2 separate regions of the Zea mays genome follow, and region 2 is linked to region 1. Evidence: chromatin contacts called from public Hi-C data. All regions are on one chromosome and are shown on one strand. The core of a region is the stretch at or near the end of the contact, and the rest is flanking DNA. Distances in the headings are between cores, read along the strand shown. Region 1 holds the start of LOC100193515. Region 2 holds the start of LOC100285617 (FIP1).

The links. A called contact is a pair of places that touch in the nucleus more often than the background predicts.
Region 2: a Hi-C map of ear shows a contact between it and region 1, with 3 times the contacts expected there. The contact joins the promoter of LOC100285617 here to the promoter of LOC100193515 in region 1. A contact is called at or near these places in 4 of 25 Hi-C or Micro-C datasets (bundle sheath, ear, endosperm and 1 more).

Annotation. Positions count from the first base shown.
Region 1 is chr5:25,639,865-25,643,033 of Zm-B73-REFERENCE-NAM-5.0, reverse strand. It overlaps LOC100193515, which reads left to right and starts at 1,636. Exons shown (of 6, transcript NM_001367031.1): 1 at 1,636-1,898; 2 at 1,996-2,187; 3 at 2,805-3,169. The coding sequence starts at 1,823. It overlaps LOC100191427, which reads left to right. Exons shown (of 14, transcript NM_001365488.1): 12 at 162-259; 13 at 360-441; 14 at 735-1,270. The coding sequence ends at 818.
Region 2 is chr5:25,948,790-25,951,958 of Zm-B73-REFERENCE-NAM-5.0, reverse strand. LOC100285617 (FIP1) reads left to right here and starts at 1,541. Exons shown (of 4, transcript NM_001158508.2): 1 at 1,541-1,733; 2 at 1,826-1,906; 3 at 1,997-2,271; 4 at 2,380-2,668. The coding sequence starts at 1,622. The coding sequence ends at 2,556.

The DNA.
Region 1 (3,169 bases), core at 387-2,886:
ACTAGAGATTGGCAAAATGTTTGTTGGAATTTGGAATTAAATCAGCAATGTGCCTTCATCTACATGTCATATTTCTACATGCTACCTAGAAACATATAGCTGTGTTCTGCATATCCTATGTCCCTCGCGAGCCATTTATTTGATGTCTTCCTAATTTTCAGGATGACGAAGAATCTTTGTTGCAAGGAGAACGCGAAGCCGAAATGATGATCGTGGAGGCCTACGCAGCACTTGTGCTCGCCTTTCTTTCAACGGAAAGGTCCATACTGCCTTATTTCATAATGTTTACTTAATTTGTTATAATTTTAGGTTGAGGCCCACTGCGGGTTAGCTTCTGAGCTGTATGTTTGCTGCCACAGTATGAAGGTTCGAGGAGCCATTTCCAGCTGCCTTCCGGACAACAACTTAAAAGTTCTTGTACCAGTGCTAGAGAAGTTTGTGGTATGTCCCCAAAATTTCTAGACGTTCTGTCTGAAGCAACGGTGGATAGATACATGGACTGCCACTTTTTGGGAACCAGTAATTTGTCATGTCCATAGATGCTCTCTCCCTATTCTTTGTGTAGCTTATATCCATTTATTATTCATTTTCTGGCATGTTTACTAGATATCACAAGACTGCTCTAGCTTCAAAATTTTCTTGGTTGTTTTTTTTCGCGATTTCTCTTTCTGCGACAGGCTTGAGCTAGTTTTTTTTTCGCTCATAATTTACCCAGCCGTCTCGTTCTCCTGCAGTCATTTCACCTGCAGCTCAACATGATGACAAGGGAAACACATTCAGCTGTCACCGAAGTCATTGAAAGATGCAGGCAGTCATAGAAGTTGGAAGAGGGCGCCCTGTACAGATTAACCGACCTCTCTGCAGTGCAGCCGAAGCCACACACAGGTGTTGCTCCTCACCTGGCCAGGGCGCAACGAATTGATTGATGCCAGAGGCTGGCTTGGGAGCTAACAGTGTTTCTATTCTTTCTTTTGCCCCTCCTGCTGTTCTGATCCTGTCATGTGCATCTCCTTTAGTTTCTTCTCCACACACTCCCCCCCGGAAATCATGTAGTCCATATTATGAGTGGAACAATAACAGTGTAGGCTATAGGGAATGTAGTTGTGGTGCTTCAGTTCTTCGTCTCTGTTTTACATGTTGTATTTTCGTGTCACATGGAATCAGTGACCACACATGCCTCAATCTGACAAATTAAGAGTGTATATCACATAATAGTAGTGTAATTTAACTATGTCTCTTTTTCCGTATAAAGAACCTATTAGTTGGAAGCATCTTCCGGTTGCAGAAAATGACCATGTTGTATGCAAACGGTGTAACCTGGTGTACACAATTCTTTCGTTGCTATGTACTGTTCTGAGGGAATTAGAACCCAGGTCTTCTGTTGCTTGAGCTTAAAAGGTCACTGCTGAAAGTGGTAGTACTAGTTGGCATGCACTACGGCAGCTTCGGAGTTTCAGGTGAACAAATTTACAAACATTGGCCTTCCAGGTAAGTTCCAAACCGCACACAAGGAACTTTGAAAACCTCGAAGGATTTTAGCGCATCTGGACCCACGTTCTGCCGGCCGGGTAGGCCCCACCGCCGGTCGATCGCCTCGCCATCGCACACAAGCACAACTGCACAAGCACCCAGCCACCCACCGTCACCGACCGCCGCGCCACGATTTTATCCATTCCTCACTCGTCTCTCAAACTCAAGCGAAAGCCATCACCCCGACCCCAATCCCACGTTCGCCACGTGCGCGCCACCTCCCCCACCGCGTCCGCGTCGCCGGCCATACTCCATCGCGAACGAGATCACGGGCTGGTTTCGCGGGCCGACCATGGGGACGCTCATCCGGCCGGGGCCCGCCGCGTCGCCTCTCCCCATCGCTTCCCCCTCCTCCTCATCCGCCCACGGTATCGCCGACTCGCCTCTCTGCCGGCCTGTCTCTCCGGGGGGAAGCCACGCCACGGCGCTGATCTTATCTTATGATTTATTTTGGTTGGTCCGTAGTGGCTGTCGTTGGCGGTGGCGCGAGGAGCTTGCGGCATCGGGTGTCGGTGTCGGTGGCGGTGTTCCGGTCCCCGAGTACGCAGGTTCTGGCGACGAGATGGCGCCGCCGGAGAGGTATGGTTGTGCGGTCGGATGTCGTCGCCGGTGGCGCAGCCGCCGCGGCAGCTGGGGATTCGACGCGGGCGCTCCCAGGTATCCACCTTGCTGAGTATGTTAAAATGTTTTAACCGTTTCATTTGAAGATGGCCGTGAGATGTCAGGTAAATAATCTGCCACTATGATAAAGTGAATGTGAGAGGGATCCCTTTCATAATCGCAAAAGGTTAAATGCCCTAAATTATGGGGTGCTGAAATCTGGATTATACAATCTGTGCAGATTGTAATCGCAAACAAACACCCCCCTAAATCACTGTTGCTAATGCTCCGTGGTTTAAACGATCACGGTAGATTCAAATTGCAAACAAAGAGTCGTTTGGTTCCTATCATTATAATACTATCAACTATGATCACAACCGGCCCTCCTATCTAACTGAAATTGGGACACATCTGGCAGTGTGTATCCTTTTAGACATCTTATAGCAAATAGCATGGTATAGCCGTGCTGCACCATTGTGTTTCACTGTTTCAGGCGCGTAGAAGAATCAATAGATGCAGGTGCTAGCTGTGTCTCATGTTTATTAGAAAGCATGTGCACATGTACAACAAGGTGACAAATAGCTTGTGTGGATTGAATCGTCTACAAAGAACACCACAATGTATCAAACTGTAGAATTGGATCTCCTTGTGCTAACTTGAAATTGTTTTAACAGGTCAGCAATTGGCTTCAAGAGTCAGAGGGGTTTGCTTCTATTTGGTGACTGCAGTTGCAGCAATCTTTTTGTTTGTAGCTATGGTTGTGGTTCATCCACTTGTGTTGCTATTTGACCGGTACCGTAGGAGAGCACAGCACTACATCGCAAAGATTTGGGCTACGGTGACAATCTCCATGTTCTACAATCTTGAGGTCGAAGGAATGGAGAATCTGCCTCCAAATAGCTGTCCTGGTGTCTATGTTGCTAACCATCAGAGCTTCTTGGATATTTATACCCTTCTAACTCTAGGGAGGTGCTTCAAATTTATAAGCAAGACCAGCATCTTTATGTTCCCTATTATAGGGTGGGCAATGTATCTCTTG
Region 2 (3,169 bases), core at 292-2,791, 310 kb before region 1:
CACAATGCTGTGTCCCACAGGCGCAAGTGAAAAGGCACACTGGTGTCCGAGTCACAGCTAAAGGGAGGATCTTGAGCCGAAAGGCTCAGCAGAACATATTTCTTTTGCTTGGCATTGGTCAGCAGTTCAGTATTAAGGAATGGTAAATTACTGCAAACAGCTTTGAACCTTTTTTTTAAAAAAAAAAAGGGAACAGCTTTGAGATATGAAGAAAACAAACTCGTGAGGTGATGCAAGCATGGCATTGTTGATGCCAAATAGTCAACTTCACATATCATGGATCAGCAAGGCCATACTGAACTCAAAAAGGTCAAATTACTACATTAGCAGTACTGAAAACATTAAAGCATCTGTGTTTCTCCCTCACAGCGTCAGTAAGTATGGTTTGATTCTGAATATAATTACACAAATATGTGTCGATGAGTACACAGCAGAAAGCATCTTTTAGTTCCTGCTACTTTTCTGCTCCACACTAATAAGACCCGACCCTGTTTGTTTCACTCCTAAATTATATAAGCTGAATTATTGTGGAATAGTAGAAAGGTAAAATATCACTTTGGAATCATAAATAAGCTGAAATAAGCTAACCAATGCTAACTTATTTCAGCTTATTTGTGGCCTAAAATTGATATTTTACCCTCCTATCCTTCCACCATAATCCAACTTATATAATCTAGAAGAGAAACAAACAGGACCTAAGTAGCAGACTATCAAACCCACATTTTCAACACACGGATGCCATTCATCTTGTCATATAAACTAACCATGTGCACATTTTCCTAGAATAGTTGAGATTCCAAAACATCCTTCACAAGTATGCATGAAAGGGAAACATGTACCATAGCGGAACCAAGTGTATACCGGTAGTTTGGTTTCAGGTTTGAACTAGCCACGTGGTTTTTTTACTTTCTTCGTCCCCACTCTCCATGAACCTATTTCCTGAGATGGGAAAAAGAGTCAGTTATGCACTACGTGTCATAGACTAAGGCCCTGTTCCAATCTCGCGAGATAAACTTTAGCAGCTTTTTTTTAGCTACTTTTAGCCATTTATAATCTAAACAAGAGAGCTAATGGTGGTAATTGAAACTAAACTTTAGCACTTCAATTCATATAGCTAAAGTTTAGCAGGAAGCTAAAGTTTATCCCGTGAGATTGAAACGGGGCCTAACTTAAGAGTTCATTATACTATTAGCAAAACCTAGATTTTTCACTCATCGGAACTTTACAATTTACGAAAGCAACTATCAGCTTGTCATCAACAGCCTCGTCAGCACCCTGTGCTAAGCATTTAGCAATAGAAAGTGTAGTAGGGAAGGAAACCATTGGCACCTCCTCATTGGCTGCGCTGAAAGCTCCAGCTGTTCTGCTCATGCCCATTCCTTTGTCAAGAAAGCGGGACTTGCTTTTGTCCCCGATGAGGCGATGATGAGTATGCAGCATCAAGTGCTGATTCGGTTACACCACATTGTTCCCTGGAATAAAGTTGCCTTTTTGGTGGCTTCACCCTATAAATGCCCCCCATATGGCTCAGACTCTGGGCACTAGCAGGCATCCACTTCTCACAGGCTAAGAGAAGTCTCCTAGCATCAAAGCAGATTTGCAGATAGACCTTCTCCAAGCCATGGAGACTTTCACCCAGGAGCATGTCATTGGAATTCCATTGACTTCGTTTGCATATGCCGATGAGGAAAGACAAGGAAAATCTTCCTGTTCTGCCATGGTTCATAAAAAAAGTAAGAATCTCGCAACCTGCTTCCCCAGTGCTTCATTTGAAAGAGAAGAAAAACTGTGCCAATACTTACTTGATATCCTTTCGATGATACAGATAAGAAGAGTTCCTTCATTCATCGGATGAACAAACTGAGCCATAAAACAGATAGCTACATGCAAGGATTCAAAGAACACTGTAAGAATCCAACCATTGTCCTTTTTCACAAAGTTGTGTTATGTTGATAAAATAAAATGTTTCATCACTGATAAATCTTTTCCTTTGCAGTAACCATGGGACCAAAAATTTCAGAAACTATAAAAGGGAAACTAAGCTTCGGTGCAAAGGTTCTCCAAGCTGGCGGTATTGATAAAGTCTTCAGAGAATACTTTGCAGTTGAGAAAGATGAGAAACTACGGAAGGCTTTCCAGTGCTATCTTTCAACCACAGCTGGTCCAATAGCTGGAATGCTTTTCATCTCAACTAAGAAGATTGCTTTCCATAGTGATAGGCCTTTGAGTTTCACGTCTCCTAAAGGAGGCAGTACAAGGGTGCCTTACAAGGTAATTGAAGCAAAATCTCTTCGTCAATATGCATACCTGAAGTTTATCAGATATAAAATGTGACCTCAAGATGTCGGACAAAGCTAATAAAATATGTACCTTCTGCAGGTGTTAATCCCCACAGAGAGAATGAAAAGTGCTTCAGTGCGGGAAAATTTATACAATCCAGATGAGAAGTATATTGATGTAGTCACTGTTGATGGCTTTGATTTTTGGTTCATGGGCTTTGTCAGCTATGAGAAGTCATTCAAATATCTCCAACAAGTAATTATGGAGCTGAGATGATGCACACAGTTTTGTAACGTGAAACATCATAGATACCATGTTGATATGGTATATGTACATTGAAGAGATAGAATTGATCTATCACATTGATTGTGAAGCAAAGTTTTTCAACTATGTCCTTGAATATTCAGTATTATCAAATGCATTGACCGATCATACTAAACGAACTAACCAATCAGATCCTGTCGGTACCTTTTTTACTAACCAACCGGTTATCTTAGACTGAAAGATTTATCTTAAGAGAGAGAGCTCTCAACAGGAACTTCCATTTAAAAAATATCTGGACAGGGAAATATGCATAACTAAAGGTCTCACCCTAAGTAAAGCGTGCAAACAGCTTTTCTAATTCAAGGATATGACAGTTCCAGCCAAGGGCCTGTTAGCTATCCTGTGTGTTCATGTTCATTGTGTCTAGGTTCAGTTTTTAATGCTACTAGATTTTCAGCTCGTACCTAATGATAATAATAGGCAATGATAGGAGTTATGACTGCAGTAATTAGGAGGATACCATGGGCAGGTGTATTAGCTATATATATGATAAAATGGTGAGGACAGAGAGCTGCATCAACCGAGGGAGAGAGAGGAGGGGATTTCCTAGGTGCTTGTGATAAAC